Linked DNA regions of Gossypium hirsutum: region 2 is linked to region 1. The links are chromatin contacts, called in public Hi-C maps. All regions are on one chromosome and are shown on one strand. The core of a region is the stretch at or near the end of the contact, and the rest is flanking DNA. Distances in the headings are between cores, read along the strand shown.

Evidence for each region. Hi-C and Micro-C count contacts between places; a contact is called where the count stands out from the background.
Region 2: a contact with region 1 is called in a Hi-C map of leaf, with 1.8 times the contacts expected there. The contact joins the promoter of LOC121207986 here to the promoter of LOC107897068 in region 1. A contact is called at or near these places in 2 of 34 Hi-C or Micro-C datasets (callus and leaf).

The regions. Positions count from the first base shown.
Region 1 is chrA10:32,859,942-32,865,667 of Gossypium_hirsutum_v2.1, reverse strand. LOC107897068 (malate dehydrogenase) reads right to left here and starts at 3,668. Exons shown (of 9, transcript XR_005903548.1): 1 at 3,431-3,668; 2 at 2,208-2,366; 3 at 1,903-2,078; 4 at 1,022-1,299; 5 at 789-924; 6 at 585-696; 7 at 263-384.
Region 2 is chrA10:33,751,271-33,756,996 of Gossypium_hirsutum_v2.1, reverse strand. It overlaps LOC121207986 (early nodulin-75), which reads right to left and starts at 2,158. Exons shown (of 1, transcript XM_041078527.1): 1 at 1,082-2,158. The coding sequence starts at 2,158. The coding sequence ends at 1,082. It overlaps LOC121208488 (a long non-coding RNA gene), which reads left to right and starts at 3,599. Exons shown (of 4, transcript XR_005903553.1): 1 at 3,599-4,234; 2 at 4,343-4,449; 3 at 4,532-4,894.

The DNA.
Region 1 (5,726 bases), core at 2,419-4,918:
TGGTGGTAAAACAGAAACAGAAAAGATGTTTGCCAAAACCAAAACACACATTATACAATATCATAACATTCGTATGGATGACAATAGTTCTTTGCTTATCCCCCATTTAAAATCGATCTGAACTCTGGGGTCAGTAATAAAAACAGAAAACCCCATCTTAAAGATGCAAGATCCGGGAAGGCGGCTTTCCCCACCATTAACAGTTCATCTAGAATCCCTTTCTTATTCAAAACTGCTGCTATCCTACCAAAGCATACCATACCACACATTGAATAAATGGTCAATCCATTCATGAGAGGCAGGAGTATGCCAATTCCTTCTCCTCGGTCAGCTCCGCTCCGGTCAAGTCCAACTTCTTCCTCGAGAATTCATCAATTGCCAGCCCTGAACCCACCCACACAAAAGAAAGTGTAACCGAACTGTTGTAATTGAATTCTTAAAAGAAAAAGCTCGCAAGAGAGAGAAACTGGTGACATAAGATGATTAGAAGCATCAATATCTAGTTATTAGTTAATACATGCTGACATAAGATTAACCCATAATTCAAACAATATCATGCGATCATATTTTTGCTTTATTCTTACCTTGGACAATTGTCCATTCTCCATTGCGACAAGTTACTGGGAAGGAATAAATGACCCCAGCAGGTGCATTGTATGAACCATCAGAGTACACCCCCATGGAAACCCATGTGCCCTACCGGTGCGACCAATTAAAGGAAACAGAAGAATGAGATTGAGACGTGATAATATCATTAAAAAAACAGATTAACATTGTCAAATACCAACCTCTGGAGTTCCAAGGACCCAATCACGTATGTGATCACATGCAGCACTAGCAGCAGATAGTGCACTTGAGAGTTTCCTAGCTTTGATGATTGCAGCACCACGTTGTTGGACAGTGGTTATGAATTCTCCATTTAACCTTTGATGAATTAATTATATCAGAATGGGAACTCAGAATTCTTCAAACATATCTATATCATCAGATAATCAACTAGGGTAAATATGATTTTCTTTACCATGCATCATCTTTCACGAGTTCGCGAACAGGCTTCTCCCCAGATGGAGTCTTGACAGTTGCATGATTGACATCAGGATACTGAGTTGATGAATGATTACCCCAAATAATCACATTTTTAACATCAGAAACTTGGACATTCAGTTTCTCTGAGATTTGACCTAATGCCCTGTTATGATCCAGCCTTGTCAGACAGGTAATGTTCTTTGCAGGAATTGAAGGTGCAAATTCCTTCAGGATCAATGCATTGGTGTTGGCAGGGTTGGCAACAACCAGAACCTGTAACAAACAGGAAGCACATGAAGGCAAGTAAGGTCAAAGAGTACATGAATTGTTAATCTATAAACTTAGTAACTTTTGAGTGCCAATGAGGAAGTTCCAAGGTCCTCACAGAAAATATTTACATGGACTCAAGATGAATGTCGGATAAAATCTGTCCCAGACAAGCATGTTCATTTTCTCTATATTTTTCCATGTATTTGGAGGATCATACCCCCATATCTCTTCCAAATATATGTTGGACGCTGGTATTGACCACAGGGTACTTTAGAGAAAATGAAGTATCGGATTATCATAGATGTATAGAATGAAATTTAGTCCCTTAATAAACTTTAAGAAGATACAATAACATAATATGATCCCTCCTGCTAAATCAGTACCAAACCACAAAATGTAGTACAGATCTCAAAGGTTACAAGATAATAGAGCTTCAGAATTTGAAAAAATTATATTGTACCCATCTACTTCGGTGGAGAAGAATAAAATTTTAATGATAATCATATAGTTATGCAAGAAATTAAATATAGTAAAAAATGAAAATTTTAAAATTTCATTCCATAGGTGCTCAAAATGCCATAACTTTTGTGAACACATCTTTCTCACCTTGCAGTTTGGAGCTGCATGCTGTTCCAAGGCAGTAGCCTGAGACTTGTAAATAGACACATTCTTTGACATAACATCCTTCCTTTCCATTCCTTCCTTCCTTGGGAAACCACCAACCATGACTGCAATGTTGACTCCAGTGCACGCCTCAACAACATCAGTAGTAGCAACAACACCTGACACCAAAAACAGAAAAAGGTTAGATCACATAACCATACAATATATTCATACAAATTCCATAGAATCGATAATACATCTCAACAACACCATTTGAAACTTGAACCACAGGATAATGAAAATACAACCTTTTAGAAGGGGAAAAGCAGCATCCACCAACTCCATCTTGACTCCATTCAAAGCCTCTGCAGCAGGTGGGATATCAAGCATGTGAAGGATTACAGGCTGATCAGCACCCAACATGACTCCCCTAGCAATCATGGGTACAAGGGCATACCCAATTTGTCCTGTAAATACAACAAAAACGAAAACATTGAATTTTAAACATATCAAAACCAAAACCAAAAGAACAAGTCTGTGCTTCTGTTGGAAAATTTGATTCAGTTCCCAAGCACTTATTTTTTAATGTCATATCCGAAACATATCAAATTCCTCTATTTTCGAGCATGATCCAAAAACACATCTTCCATTACCAGGCCCGTTCTTGACATTTTTGGGCCTTAAGCGAAATAATAAATTGGGCACCTTTTAAAAAAAATATAAAATGTAATACAATAAAATAAAAATATATACTAGTAATAAAATAAAAATTTGGGGCCCCTTTTCTTTGCTTTTTTTTTTCCTGCCTGCAATTAAGTGTCGATCAAAAAACTTAAAGGCTGAATATTTTTTCAAAGAAATTTTTTGGGCCCCTTCCAGCCCTAAGCCCTGGGCAGCCGCACTCCCAAACTATCCCAGGACCGGGCCTGTCCATTCCAATCATGTAGAATTTACTTTCATTTATTTAATTATGGTACTAGCAAATCAACATGTTGATTTTTCAAACTAGACCTGTAAAATCGACATGTCGAGTTGATTCTGTGTCTGGATCAAAGTTCGAATTCGGGTCATTTCAAATACGTCTCAAGTTCAGGTCGGTTTGGGTTGAAAGGTTTCATGTTGTTGCCTGTAAAATCGGATTTGGTTGAATTTAGATTGGGGTTAATCAAGTTGAGTTTTCGGGTTCCGGTAGAAATTGACAGTTGTAGTTCGAACTATAATGAAAGTAAAAAATTTTCAAAACTCCGAATCATCATCCATCATTTAGCATATAAACTTCCACAAACACTACTTGAGCTACTACGCTTAGATCCAAGGCAAACTAATATATTTGTCAGTAAAACCTAGTACAAGGTCAATCATTTCTAATCCAAACAATTATCCGTCCGATCGAAATATAAGAAATAAAAACAAAGTTCAAGTCTAAGTTACGATTAACTGGACCAGATAATAGAGATCGGACTCGTCCAATTAAAATTACTAGATCGGAATATGTTACGTAAAGGATCTGAGAGGTGGAGCATAACAATACCTGCAGCTCCAGTAACGAGGACGCGAACTGGTTCTTTCGCCATTGATGGAGATCGAAGAACAACAAAACGATGCCGTACAGATGGAAGAGTTAAGTGGAGAGAGTGAAGTAGAAATTTATTTCAGGTATGAGGGAAAGAGGCAAGAAACTGAGGTAGATATTTATTCGTCAATGCCTTGCCCGAGGTAAATGATTACAAAAAAAATTAATTAAAAAAAAGGACCTTTTTTTTTTTAGTTTAACGCTGTCGTTTGGAAGGTGAGGTAGAAAGGTATATGCCGTTGCGATGCGGACAACATATGTGGGGCCCATAGATTGGAGTGACGACGAGAATCATGCTTTATCTCAGTTATGTTTTGCTTTGTAACTGAAAACTAGTTGGTGTTAGGCTAAAAAGGAGTGGCTTTAAACTGAGCGTATGCCCCCAATGAAACTATAGCCACAAATGTCCAATGCTTAACCACATATATTTTATTTTATTTTTATATATTCCAACAAAAACAATCACTTCTTGTCAACAACTGCTGACAAAGGGGTTTTGGTTGTCAATTTTTTTATTTGATCCTTAATCTATTATTTTCCATCTACTTATCCAAAAATAAAAATAAAAGCGCTTCATTTTAAAGATTTTTTTTTCTTAAAAATTCACCCGCATCTTCAATAAAACTATGAAATTTAAATTTCACTTGGAAAAAATAATTTAATTTCACTAAATTAAATCTAATATTTTTATTTTTCTTATGTCTTATATAAAAAATTAATAATTTATATTCACAAGGTTGCATATATTATTAGAGTTAATCAAATTTACCTTGTACAATTTTACTTTTTAAAAAATTAACAAAATTTTAAATATATATTAATTTTTTTGTCACCAATATTACACGTGATATACACGTTTATTTGTTAAATTAAGAATAATTAAAAATTATATATAACATATTTAATATAAATAATACTTAAAATAAGTCATATTTTGTAAGTAATAGTACAATATTATAAAATGTTATTTGTGTACAATGTTTAAAAAGACATAATGTAAAATCATATATTCCACTTTTCTATGATTATTGTTTTCATCACTGCAAAATCGATATAGATAAACTAATTATATTATAGATGCTCATAATAATAATAATAATGTTTTTTTAGTTATAAAATTATTGTTGTATATGTACCTTTCTTTTAATAACACTTCCTAATAGACTTTTATTTTTGTGCATTTTTTTTTCATACATTTCTTTCACAACTTGACTAAAACTTTCGATGATGACGTTGAAACCCCTCTAAATAATATAACATATAGTTGTTCATGAGAGAAAATATGTTGTGGCAAACACACTCATATTATTCATATTGTCTGGCCTTGTGCTTTATTAATAGCCATAACAAGACAAAGACAAATAGAAAATTATTTTTGCTTAACCTAAATATTTTTAAAGTGTAAACCATCAACAGTTTTACCAAATGGGTTAAGAAAGAAATGTTCTCTAATAAACTAAATTTTACTTAATAAGAGCTATTGTGATCTTTACAAGTCAAACGATTTTTGAATTTTTAACAGTTGTACAATAATTTTTCTAGATTTGGTCATAATATCTAAGTTGAATATGGATTGTTACAATTATATTAAAAATATTGTAGTAAAGAATAAAATAATATAAAATATGTAAAATCTAAAAATTATTTCAATAAATAACAAAAAATATACATACGAAAAGAAAATAGAAAACATATAATATATGAACAAAGTTTATTAAATTTTAATTTCCTAGCTTGCATTGTATTGATATTATTTTATCATAACTAATATTATTTTTAGCTTATTAAATATAAAAGTGAATCATAAAATAACAAAAATATATATCGAAAAATAGGATATGAAGTTTGACATTTTAATTGTTACTTGTTGTTTGTCCTCTCGTCTTCTATAAATTGGATAACCATATTTTCCAAGCAATTATTTGGAGCTGAATTCTCTTGGATAATGAAACCTGCATTTCTCTTTAATAATACACAAACTTTATGAATTTTTATTTCGAGAAAGGTTAAGTGTAAAGACTCGATTTTTGATGGTATTAAAAAATACGGTTTTAGAACCTTATTTTCGTAAATTGAGACCGTAAATATTAAATGAGAATATTTACAAGAGTTAATGTTAAAATATATTGAAATTCGATTAAGTAATTTAGTCGAAAAAGTGGTTAATTAAGATTCAAGGACTAAATTGTAACAGTCTAATAGCTATAGATTTTTAATTAGGAAAAAGCTTAGAGACTTAGATAACATTTACCCA
Region 2 (5,726 bases), core at 909-3,408, 890 kb before region 1:
TTTTATAATTTTAAATTAAATATTATAATAATTTTTAAATGTGAAAATAGTAATATGATTAAAAATAAGGATATTTTTATCAATTAAAAAGATTTGTTATAAATTATAGATAATATTTAAGTTTAAAATAAATAATCAATGTATAAATGTATTTAATAATGTAACCAAGAATAAAATTTAAGTGGAATGATAAAGATAATTTTTGTTTGAAAGAAATAAAAATAAAATGAGAGGTAGAAGTATAGTGAGAATCGAACATTTCGTACTTTATTAAAAAAATATCGTAAATTTGTTATATATAGAAGATTTTTGGTACGATAACATCAATTCAGTTTTTCTAACCACTTAATGGTTGATAATAGAGACCATACCATTGTTAATAGACAAAAGAAGCTTCAAAATTTCACAGTGGATCCAACTACTAATCTATTTTATTGTTATTAGTATCTTAATTCTATTCTTTTCAACACTTCTCATCCATCCCCAAGTGGCATTCTTGAATGGCCAGAAATTAAACCTCCTTTCTTCATATATTGCTATGTAATGATGTGAAAATTTCATCTATAACAAGAAGGAATTTGCATGCTCTGCCAAGATTTTAAATAATTGTTTTCATGTTTTCCCAAGCTAATACTACTAATAATTGGGTTTCATAATACTTCACTATTTAAAATAAATTTTTTTTAAGATATGACTTATATAATTTATTCCCATAAAAAAAACTTAAATAGCGATTTGGAATAAATTGACAAAATCACACCAGTTTAAAATATTGTTAGATAGTTCAATAGGTGAAATAAACTTAGAAAGCAAAAGATCCCAAACTAGTTAATATATAGAGTTCATATCATAAAATGTCGAACCATAGATGAGGCTGGAATTTCTAAAACAACATAGTCATGAGGTAGGCACGGCACAACCTCCAAGCCAGGAACAAAATATACGTAACTAGATAGCTACACAACTAATAAAAGGATAAATCAACATCAACTGTTATTCCTATAGTAAAATAGTCCTACCATACACGCTGATGATGATCTTCTAACTGTAGGTTGATGGGAACCTTAGGATGATTTATGCTTTAATTTTCTATTCCCAGATGGTGCCCTGGGTGGTGTCCATGGTGTGGTTTCTGCTCATGGGGAGGCTTCTCTCCCTTACCTTTGGGTGGTATCACATATTTGTGTGGCTCACTTAAGAGGTGTCTATGAGGAGGTTTAGGTTCATGAGGTACTCCCTTTCCCTTACCCTTGGATGGTTTGTCACCGGGGAATGGTTTCATGGGTGGCTTACCGTCGGGGAATCCTTCAACATGTGGAGGTTTACCCCCTGAGTGTTGTGGAGGCTTATGTGTGTCCTCAACTTCGACATTCAATAGGTGTCTATGAGGAGGTTTGGGTTCATGAGGTGCTCCCTTTCCCTTACCCTTGGATGGTTTGTCACCAGGGAATCCTTCAACATGTGGAGGTTTACCCCCTGAATGTCGTGGAGGTTTACCACCTGATTGTTGTGGAGGTTTATGTGTGCCCTCAACTTCCACACTCAATAGGTGTCTGTGAGGAGGTTTGGGTTCATGAGGTGCCCCCTTTCCCTTACCCTTGGATGGTTTGTCACCAGGGAATCCTTCAACATGTGGAGGTTTACCCCCTGAATGTCGTGGAGGTTTACCACCTGAGTGTTGTGGAGGTTTATGTGTGCCCTCAACTTCCACACTCAATAAGTGTCTATGAGGAGGTTTAGGTTCATGAGGTGCTCCCTTTTCATTACCCTTAGATGGTTTGTCACCAGGGAATGGCTTCATGGGTGCTTTACCAGCAAGGAACCCCTCAACATGTGGAGGTTTACCTCCCGAGTGTCTTGGAGGTTTACCACCTGAGTATCGTGGAGGTTTATGTGTGTCCTCAACTTCCACAGTCAATAAGTGTCTATGAGGAGGTTTTTCTCCATGTGGTGGCTCCTCCCCCTTACCGCCAGGTCCACGGTGTATTGGTGGTCGGTGTTCGGGGAATGGCTTGTGTTGTGGTTGCTTCTCACCTGGGAAAGGCTTCCTACCATTACCCTTGGGAAGCTCATTACCATGATGTTGGTTAGCTAGAGAAGGAGTGATGATAAAAACCACCACTCCAACGAGAAACAAAAGCAAGCAGGCTTTAGACATGTTTGGGAATATATCTCTCGGTTTTGTTGTGCCTCACAAACTATAACATTTGCTGCCCTTTTATAGTGGACGGAAAGCTAGACTTATGACGTCACCACACATGCAATTTTGTATTTGCCGTTTACATTGTGCGGTGTTGAGTCGCACTTTGGGTCCCATGTGGAGTCGAAATTTTTGACAAATTTGCTACTGTGAAAATCATGACACATTGAAGTTTAACTTCTGTGAAAAACACGTGGCAAGAATTTTGCGACATACATGGTTCTGCGGATTTTCAATGTGAAATATTGAATCTACATTGCTTTTTGACATTCTAATGGGATCACATGCTATATAGTCAGTTCGTGAGAAGCTAAATACCTTTAACAGGGATGAGTCCAGAAATAATTTTAAGGGGTGAGAATTAAATTATAAAATTTGTGAGGAATTAGAAGTCATGGCATAAGAAAAAACCCAAAGGGGTAAAAAGTTTTCCACATTTTTTAAATTGCAATTGGTTAAAGCTGTCGAGAGATGTCGTTGACAAAATGGTATGAACATTTGAAACTGTGGGAAAGTTGCAGAAATTTGTCATAAAATAAGTACAGATTTGAGTCACGAAACATTATCAATATGTGATTATAGATTATGTTAAAAGAATTCCCACTAAGTTTATCTATAAAAACGAAATCCATAGTACTGTAGATATGATAAGCTTCTGAAAATGATAGGTGTTCCTTTTTCATCCGCTGGATGGGGTTATGGGAAAAGGGGAAGAGTACGAAAGAAAGAAAATAACAGTTGGATTTAACACGTGAAAGATATTATGGTATATGTTTTTCAGATAAATCGATTCATTGGTTGGACCAGATTGAATAATATTTATTAGTGTCTACCCCAAATATGAATATATTATTTTGATGAAATTAGTGGATCCATAACGCAAACTTTGAATTTGGAGTATTCATTGTCTAGGCCCATCGGTACTGAGAACACTATTAGAATTTGAACTCTCTAACCCATATCAAGTTTCTTATGTTTTATTTATATAATAGTACTTGCGGCTTATTGGAATGCATTCAAGGGATTTAATTTATTGAACAAAACATATAATTCCAGCAAATTATTTCAGCTTTCAAAAGCTACTATTATACATGCGTTTCTCTTTTGTTTTTAGGCTTAGTTTATTTCACTCAAAATAATTTACAAAAAATATTTTTAAAATTTTCTATATTTATTTCACAAAAAAATAATTTGGTCAACAAAAAATAATTTTTTTAAAACTAATAATCAGATTGGGCTTTATTAAAATATGAATAAAAAATAAAACATATAGTCCAAAACAGATAATAGAACTAAAACAGAAGAGAAGGCCCAAAATTAAAAAATGGCCCGAATTAAAAAGAATTTCTAAAAAGAAAATAAAATAAGAATAGTCTAGAAGCTCATAATTATCACCGCAACTTTGCCCAATCAAAGAACACTGATGCCCGTCTTGTCTATCAATCTCCCATTTCTTCTTAAAGACGGTTAAAGTTTTCCAACGAAAGCTTTTATCACCAAAACCATTGATCTGCTCATTTGAAACTTTCCTTCCTTCCTTTTTTTCTCTATCCGTTTTCAATCTGGTTCTCGCACTCTATCAAATTCTTTCTGGTTTTTAGCATATCCAGGGATGCTTTCTAACAAGTACACCTCCTCCTTTTTTAACGATTCAGTTGCTAGTATATGTGCTAAACCATTTGCTGATCTTGGAATATATTCAAACACTAAGTTTCTAGATCTAGATGTTATTTGTTGAATATCATGTATATATGCTCCTACCTACAATTTATCTTGTTTTTCTGCCTTGCACTTTTTCATTATTGATAATGAGTCGCCTTCTATAACAATCTTTGGCCATCGCATGTATATTCCCATTTGGGCTACTTCGCGACAAGCGAGTGCTTCAGAGTGAAGGCGGAGGCCACTTCTTGATGAATTTCTGAACAAGATAGAAGAACATTCCCTTCGCTATTTCTAGCCACAATCTCCGAAGCCAATTGAAAATGTTGCCCATCGTATGCTCCATCAAAGTTGATTTTATTTACTGACCAGGTGGGTAATTCCATTTTCTAACTTCCTGCGAAATTTTGGGGGTTCTTTATTCAACCCCATTTAGTTTTGTAATATAACTATTGACAAAGCTAGCTATTTCTTTCCCAGTTCTGCTTACCTTCTCATGCATTCTAGCGTTCCTTTCTCCCTAAATGGCCCATAGCGCACAAAAAAATATTCTACATTGAGAGGGAGTGTTCTGAGTAAAAACCCAGGTGAGCCACTGTAGAAACTCCAAATTAGATTCCTGTAAGAAATTCGGGATTGATAATTCTGTCCAAACTTACACTAAAACAGGACATTCGCGAAAAAGGTGATCCATAGTTTCTGCCCATTTTCCACACCGAGGACAAATTACAATATTTGTTAGCCTCCTTTGCTGCACGTTAACCCGTGTAGGCAAATAATTCCATGATATTTTCCAGACGCTAATCTTAATTTTTGAAGGTAGATTTAGGAGCTAGAGTTTTTTTGTAAAACTTCCTGTAGTCGGTTTGCAAAGCATAAGCTCTAGGATCTTCTTCAGAAATTTGTAATAGTTTATAGGTGTTACGAACCGAGTATTCTCCTGAAGGTTCACCGCTCTAGACCAAAAAATCGTCATGAGGTTCTTTCTCCAAAGGAATACGAAAGATCTTTTCAGCTTCTTCCTCCGGAAAGGTATTGACAATCAACTCCCGCTTCCATTTTCTGTCATTATTATCAATTAGCTCAGCAACTTTATAATCTCACATATTATGAGCAAACGACGATAATCTGAAATTTCTTGCATCTGGAATCCAAGCATCATTAATAACTGAAATATTCGTGCCCTTACCCACCTTCCAGCAAAGTCCTTCTGCCAAGATGCCCTTTGTCGCCCATATACTTTTCCATATATAAGAACTATTGTTTCCCAAACGCGAATTCAAAAAATCCTCATTCGGAAATTATTTCGCTTTAAGTACTTACGCAACTAAAGAGTTTGGGGTATTTAAAATCCTCCATCTTGCTTTGCTAATAATGATATATTAAATTGATTTATACTTCTGAAACCTATCCCTCCCTCTTCTTTAGGATGACACATATGCTTCCACTGACACCAATGTATTTTTTTTTCATTGCCTTTTTGCCACCAAAATTTAGCAAAAAATATTTTCTAACTCCTCACATAATGATTTCAGTAAAAGAGAAAATGACATAGCATAGGTTGGTATTGCCTGAAGCATTGATTTAATGAGGACCTCCTTTCCTTCTTGTGATAGTAACCTGGAGCTCCGTCCTTCAATTCTCGAATAGATCCTATCTTTAAGATTTTGAAAAGATTTTTTCTTTCGTTTGCTTTAACGCTTCAATTTTCGGGAATTCTGTGAATGTTGGCAAAATTTTATACTTTAATTTTGTCATTTGTGAGTGAAATTATGAAATAGGACCTATGTGAAAATATTTGAAAATGCTATAGGCTAAATTGAAGTGGCCAAATAAATAAGAGTGCAAAATAGAATGATTTGCA